2 separate regions of the Mus musculus genome follow, and region 1 is linked to region 2. Evidence: chromatin contacts called from public Hi-C data. All regions are on one chromosome and are shown on one strand. The core of a region is the stretch at or near the end of the contact, and the rest is flanking DNA. Distances in the headings are between cores, read along the strand shown. Region 1 has its middle 35 kb from the start of Il21r. Region 2 overlaps Nsmce1 (NSE1 homolog, SMC5-SMC6 complex component).

Region 1 (3,412 bases), core at 731-3,230, 170 kb after region 2:
GAACTTTGTGACTTTCTGATGGAGAACTCACAGGGATCCCAGTCATCTTCCTGTGCTGTGGGCACCGGTGGGGGCTGCTCTGGCCACCGGTGGGGACTGCTCTAGCCACCGGTGGGGGCTGCTCTGGCCACTAGTGGGGACTGCTCTAGCCACCGGTGGGGGATGCTCTGGCCAGCTTTGGTTCTCTCTGCCCGAGGAGACCAAGTTTTCTGAATGATGCTGGTATGAACAGAGTTAGAAGTGAACTCTTGGTCACTTGCTGCCGCAGAGACGTGACTGTTACGAAGCACACCTCACCCCATCCTGACTCAATGGACCAGTTGATACCTCTCTGATTTGTAAGCTGTAAGCTGGTTTGAGGTGGATTCCTGTCGATTGTGGCAGAAAGTGCCCCAGTATTATCCTAACAAGTTAAAATGAAGACAACTCCTATCCTAAGGACCACAGTGAGAGGAGAGGGCCGGGCAGGGGCACGGCTCACAGTACAGACCTTGTGTATCATTCAAGGTGGTGGTGGTGGTGGTGGGGGAGGAAAGAGTTTCTGGCCTCACACTGAGCTGCCTCTGACAGCAGGTGTTGGGGGTAGTGTGTGTGTGTGTGTGTGTGTGTGTGTGTGTGTGTGTTCCTAGCACTCCTTCCCTGCTCTCCCAGAAAGCACTTGAAAGCTTCCATCAATTCTGCCAGGAACTCAGCAACCTGACCCCAGCATCCCCTGTGCATTCCCACTGTGATGCGGTCTGGGGTCTCCAGGGTCTCATGCCAGAAGGAGACAAAAACCACCTCTCACCCTTGGAACAGAAGTGCCAGGGAGGGACTGCCTGCCCAAGGCCACTAAGCCCTCTGCAGCTGTGCTCCTCTTGGCTTCCCCAGTGGATGGGAAGATCTGGGGACATGGCTGCCACCTAGCAGGCAGCACAACCCACAGGACCCACTCAGCCCCAGACACACCCACCACCCGGAAGCAGGAGGAGGGCTCCTAGGGAATGAAGGGGCAGTTAGTAGCTTTGCCTCTTTGTGGCAGCAGCTTTTTGTGTAGGTGAAACAAGAAGTAGAGGCCCCCTGATGACAAACCAGAGAGGGGACATGCCCTGACCAGAGCATGTGGGTCACAATCAATGCCTCTGGGGATCACATATCAGATACCCTGCGTATCAGATATTTATACTACAATTCCTAACAGTAGCAAGATTACAATTACAAAGTAGCAACAAAATCACTTTAAGGCTGGGAGGGGGGGTCACCTCAACATGAGGAGCTGTATTAAAAGGTCGCAGCATTACGAAGGTTGGGAACCAGTGATCTAGAGCCATCCAAGTGCTCAAAAGTGTGAAGGGCAGGGTCCGGTTTTCACATTGCCTCCGTGTGACTAACTGTGGTGGGAGTCCCTTATTCCCAGCTGTAGCACACGCCTGCCTGGCTTCGCTCCCCAACTAATGTGGATTAACAAAACCCTCCTTGGAGTCTGGTACCATGCCTGTCCCTATTATGGGGGTGGGGCAAGGACTGAAGTTGCTATGACGGAGCCCAGATTGGGGGAGGGGGGAGGGCTCCGAATAGATTCTCAGCTATGAGGAGTGAATGAAGGAGTGGCAGAGAGGAGGGCTGCCCTCACAGGACCTGCAAAGACACAGAGAGGGGGCAGAGGTCCCAGGAAGCTTGTGGGCGTCAGAACTACTCACCCCTGCAGCCCCAACCATGTGACAACCTGAGGGGCCTGCTCCCGTTAGTTGGAAGCTTTTCTTTCCCAACTTGATAGTCCTAGATATGAACACTAGAGCTCTTCAGGGAGCATGGTGCTGACTCTCCATCCTTTCACCTCAGTGGCGTAGAGGAAGCGCTGGCCCTGCCACTAGCTTCCGACTTTGTAGCTGTTTTAGCCTCATGGCCTTCAGTTTCCTCATGCATGAAATAGGCACACGGGTCATGTGTGCTTCCCGGGGCTGCTGTGACATCACTTCTCTGTGGGGTCCAGATGGTGTCTGATGTACAAGCAGGTGCTCACAGTAATAGCATTTTTACTATTAACAGGAAGTCACCTGGGCTTGGGAGGTTCCACAGCTTGCTGCTGCCCCCTGCTGCTGGGCAGGAGTCAGTGACAGTTTTCCTGCTCTCAGTCATCCAGAGGAGAGAACAATGGACGCTTGTGAGATTTGTGGATGCTAAGCAGAGGACAAAGTGGCCATTTAATTCAGCAAGGCCTGAACTCTAGCCTCCAGCGAACGTGGACTGCTTTGGGGACTGGGAGTGGGTGGGTGACACGCATGCACACACACATTCACACAGCTGGAGAACTGGTGCAGTCAGAGCCCAGGGAAAGGATGGAGAGCAGCGAGGGCAGAAGAGGCACTCCACTAAAGGTCACACGCAAGCTGCTCTAGTCCTAGGTAGAGGCAGCTGAAACGGAGAGGACTCTGTAAGCCAAGCAAGGTTTGGAGAGGGAAGGGGCTGAGCCCCCATAACAAGCTGGAGGGTGAAAACCCTGCATGAAACACGTTTCGGGGGTGGGCCATCAGAAACCTTGTGAGCTTGCTTAGTGGGGGCAAGTGTAAACTCGGGCTCAGTGCTGGAGGCTGGGCTTGCTGTCTTGAGTAGCCCTGTGTATCCCAGGGATATTATGGAGGGAAAGTGAGCATCTTTCACATCAAATGGCACGAAGGCCTGTGTTTCCCAGGGTCTGCCCACATGTGTGTAAACACAAAAGGTAGTCAGGTAGAGGCCTGAGCCGTGTGCCGTTCCATGTCTAAGAGAACCATTTGTGTGTTGTTTACTGATGAAAGAAATGGAAAGAAAGAAGAGGAGCAGACTGTGGGTAGGCACAGGACAGAGTGCACAGCCGAGGACACGCTGTCCTGTGCAGTGTGGCAGGCCCAGTGCCAGCTCCCACGGTCCTTGGATGGGGCAGAACTGAATCCTGGGATGCACAGCAGCCCAGGATGGCCTCTCTGTGGAGTCTTTGTTACCATTTCCTCTAAAGCTGGCACTCTCAGCAGCACCTGGTTTCTAACTGGAGGCCTCCTGCCTTACCCCGGGCTCTCTGGAGTCCTCTTGACCCAGCAGTATGCTGGGGTTTCGGGAGATCTTTGTGCGGAGTTTGGAAGGGCTGCTGATGCTGTTTGGTTAGTTGGTGGGTGGTCAGGCAGATGGGTGAAGGCTGAGTGGACGGCAGCTCAGGTGGAGAAAGCTCAGGTGGAGAAGGCTTATACTGAGGACTGGTGGCTGTAACAAAGACGGGAAGGGGCTTTGGGGATGACAACCATCCACGTAAGCCTTGACTCTGCTTGGGCTGTACCCTGAGTCCCCATGTCCCCTCAGCAAATGGTCCATGCATTAGGAAGCTTGGGGAAGAGGGATATTGGTGGGCTCTGTGTCCATGCTTGGTGTCCTTCAGTTCCTTGAGGCCTTCCATCGCCGC
Region 2 (3,679 bases), core at 421-2,920:
TGGGAAGCCTTAGCAAAGGGAGGCTGCATTTCTGAGGCCAAAGATGCCTCTAAAACCGAGTCCCTCGGATCAAGGAACCAGATGCCTAGGAAGGCTTGGCAGGGACCAGCCAGCAACCCGGTCAACAATCCTTCAGTGGGGCCCCTACAGAACTCACAGCAGCCCTGCCCAGAAAGTGGAGGAGCCCAGAGGTGCTCTCCCAACCGCGACCCCTACTGCCTGAGCCTGTGCCTTCCTTCACCAGATACATGGTGAACGAGAACTCAAGGGATACCCAGTGACAGGACTGAGAAGATTGAGGGGCTGATGGGTGGCAAGGTGGAGGGCCTCCATGCTCCCCTCCACAACAGCTCACAGATTTTTTTCAGGACTCCCATTAAACCCTTGCAGCCAAAAAAAAAAAAAAAAAAAGCTGAGCAGTGGTGGCACACACCTTTAATCCCAGCATTCTTTGGGAGGCAGAGGCAGGCAGAATTCTTAGTTCGAGGCCAGCCCGGTCTACAGAGTAAGTTCCAGAACAGCCAGGGCTACACAGAGAAACCCTGCCTTGAAAAAAAAACAAAACAAAACAAACAAACAACAAAAAAGAAAACGCTTGCAGCAGCTCCAAGCTGTCTACAGAAGGGACAGCCAGCAACTTCATTCTGAAAGGCATCTGATAAGCCTTCCATTGATTCCAGCCTCTTCCACTTGTGGCTGCAGCACTTAAGACAGACCATGTGAAAGTCAGGGAACACAGGCTCTCCTCTCAGAGGTCATGGAAAGCTTACAATAGAGAAGGGCCCACAGACAGGCCGGGCTCAACTGCTAGCACACAGACTGTGCACTCCTGAGTGAACGGGGAGGCCCCAGGGTACCTCAATCAACCACTTGCTCTGCACAAACTTCTGCAGCACCTGCTCGGCCTCCTTCTTCCTCATCTTTTTCCCTTTGAGTTGATCAACTAGGTTCAAAATGTTTGTAGAAGAAGCAAAGCCAGTTTCTGAGTCAACGATCAGTTCCAGCTGCAAGAGAAAGAGGTGCCTTATTCATCTATTTGAATAACAAACTCGACACCTAAGCCTCCAGCCAGCCCTGGTAGGAGAAGCTGCATGGACCCACACCAGGCACATCCCTACGACAGGTGCTAGGTATCCAATGTGCACACAGGTTGTGGCCCTTGTCCTAGCTTTATTCTCCACACACTGTAGACAGCCTAGGAGCACCACAAAATGGTTAAACTAGAAAGTCTACCTGCCTCGATGGGCCCAGTCAAGCTGAAACTGGAGAGGGGCGCTCCTTTCCCACCTTCCCCAGAGCTGCTATGTGCTCCCAGGACTCAGAACGTCTTAGCCAGGTGTGTGGCACATGGGCTGAGCACACTGCTACAAAGCTTGGACAAACCGTCCAGTGAGCGCCTCATTAAAGTGCAGGGCTGGGTTTGGAGCATTCTGGGCCAGGGACTGGGACCCATGCACTCCCACGAGTTCTCAGGTGCTCTGTTTGACAGGTAGCTTAAGGCCTGTCACTCCCTGTGAGACCCAGGAAGCTGGGAAGCATGACAGTGGCCTCCACAATTGCCGTTTCTATTTCCTCCCGTTAGAAACGCTGCATATGGTAGCAATGAGTACTGTACTCACAGCCTTTCTAAACAGATCCAGCTCGTTCTCTGCAAAATCCGTAGCCATTTTGGAAACTGAAGTTGTAGCAAGATTCACCTAAAAATAAACCACATAAGGATCAGGCCACGTGTCCACCACAAAGCTGATCACTTTCTCACCCCTCTCTCAGAAGCATGGGTCCCGCACGAGCCACTGCAGAGCCCTCTGAGCCAGTTTCTCAAAATGCCACTAGAGGGCGCTGCCTCGCATACCAGTGCATAAATGGGTCTCCCATCATCTTCCGTGACTCCTTTCTTTATCTCAATATACAGAGACTCCAGGACACTGTTGATGTTGTTGATGAAGTCCTCCAGCTTATCTACAGTCGCATTTCCTGGAAATAAGCAGGCAGGGATGGGAGTGGATTCGTCGAAAAAGCACACACAGCCTGTTTCAATCTCTGGCCCCTGACCACACTAGCAGCCCCAACAGAAATGTTTTGGCTTTCTTGGGCCAATGCCAATATTGTGGTTTCTTTCTTCCCGGAGTGCTCAAAGATAAGCTGAGACAGATGGTGTAGTGAGGCAGAAAGGCGGACAAGATTGTTATCTCAGACCACTGAGACAGTAGCCTTCCTTCCTCTTCCCCAAGGCTTCATGCTGCACCAGTGGCCCTCCACAGCTCCCTCCTCCTAGAAAGCTAGCCAGGACACATCTGAAGGCCTTGGGCCAGCCCAGGCCTGAGCCACAACAGGGTAAGTGAGGCACTCACAGCAGAAGAGGCCCTGTTCTAAGCATAATCCAAGCAGCTATTGCCCAAGTGTCCTCCCACTGGCCCTTCTCGGGCCCTGGCAGCTCTGAGCACAGGCAGAGACGGTGTGAACTGTGGGAGCCTGGCTCTAGCGGAAGCTCCTGCTATGCCACCATCAGGAGGCCACCAGCCATCAGGAGGCCACCAACAGGGACCTTTTTGAGAGCCATGAGTCTGAGGAGGGGAAAAGGTCCAGAAGCAGGGGGCTTGGGTGAACAGATACTAACAGCTGGTGAGAAAGACCAGGAAAGGATGCAAAGGGAGAGGGCATGTGTTACACATCCCAGCTTGGAGAGTCAGCCCCTCTGTCGGCTACAGAACCTGCTCTAACACAGTGAAGGCATACGGCCAGCTTCATACACTAGAATTACCGATCTGCAGTGTGATACTTTCAAGACCAGAGTATACCTGTTTTCACTTATTAAAATAATGTCAAAGGATTTATACTTTAGAGTTACTTTGGGAAGCCCAGCAGTGGTAGCTCACGCCTTTTAACGCCAGCACTCGGGAGGCACAGGTAGGCCTCAGAGTTTAACAGGCAGCCTGGTCTGCAGACTGAGTTTAGGGACAGCCAGGGCGACACAGAGAAACCCTGTCATGAAAAAAAACAAAACAAAACAAAAAAAAAACAAGCAAAAAAAAATTTTAAATAAAGAAAAAAAAACAAAAAACAGAACCACTGAGAAAAAAACTGCAGGAAAAACAAAAACAGAAACAGACACCATGCCACCATTTATGTTACTAAGCTTACTAAGGCTTGCACTAGAAAGAAGACTCATCTAAAGGGTCAGTCTCACTTCCTACAGAAAGTGGGCATTTCTAACACTGTGTAACAAAAATAAAGCCAGCTTAAAAGACAAAAGGTAATATTGGTAGCAGGGGAAGACATGCAACATTAAGGGCAAACAAAGACCCAGACTCATGGGTTCACAGTAATAGCAACATACATGTGCTGCAGTGGCTCTTTGTCCCTTTGTTTAATAAATCCAAGTTAAATGAAAAATCAGTATCAGCTATTAAGTGGAAAACAATGATGCGGGAGGAGGAAGCCAGGACTCAGAGCTGACATTCGCACCTCCCACTGCGGCCCCCTGACACCAGAGCCGATGCAAAGGGGCCTTTCCCATGACACACTCTGCTGGGCATGTAAGATGGCTGACACACGGTGAGGACCCCTTCTCGTCCCAGGTACCAACTTTGAAAGACTGATACTAATTCTGACAAGGGACTCAGGTGCTCAAGAGCCACTGTAATAGAAACAACATGGCTTCCCAGGGAGGAATCACTTT

Evidence for each region. A called contact is a pair of places that touch in the nucleus more often than the background predicts.
Region 1: a Hi-C map of the HPC-7 cell line shows a contact between it and region 2, with 14 times the contacts expected there. The contact joins two enhancer-like sites. A contact is called at or near these places in 6 of 39 promoter capture datasets (the 3T3-L1 cell line, embryonic stem cells, hippocampal neurons and 2 more), 8 of 15 datasets of contacts at CTCF or cohesin (CD8 T cells, the G1E-ER4 cell line, embryonic stem cells and 5 more), 200 of 484 Hi-C or Micro-C datasets (the 3T3-L1 cell line, 3T3-L1-derived adipocytes, the 63-12 cell line and 115 more), 33 of 115 datasets of contacts at active chromatin or transcription factors (the 230-238 cell line, CD4 single positive thymocytes, CD8 T cells and 24 more) and 4 of 9 other capture datasets (adipose tissue, embryonic stem cells, liver and 1 more).

What each region holds. Positions count from the first base shown.
Region 1 is chr7:125,637,016-125,640,427 of GRCm38.p6, forward strand. No RefSeq gene overlaps it. Among named protein-coding and RNA genes, the nearest start is that of Il21r, 35 kb to the left of the region's middle. Within about 2 kb of position 1,981, at least 124 of the 459 cell types and tissues checked have an H3K27ac peak or open chromatin away from gene starts, as enhancers often do. A contact at or near this core is called in the 63-12 cell line, B cells, CD8 T cells and 27 more, where this site is marked.
Region 2 is chr7:125,470,256-125,473,934 of GRCm38.p6, forward strand. It overlaps Nsmce1 (NSE1 homolog, SMC5-SMC6 complex component), which reads right to left. Exons shown (of 8, transcript NM_026330.4): 3 at 1,853-1,974; 4 at 1,620-1,697; 5 at 858-1,004. Among named protein-coding and RNA genes, the nearest start is that of Nsmce1, 19 kb to the right of the region's middle. Within about 2 kb of position 1,671, at least 178 of the 459 cell types and tissues checked have an H3K27ac peak or open chromatin away from gene starts, as enhancers often do. A contact at or near this core is called in the 63-12 cell line, B cells, CD8 T cells and 27 more, where this site is marked.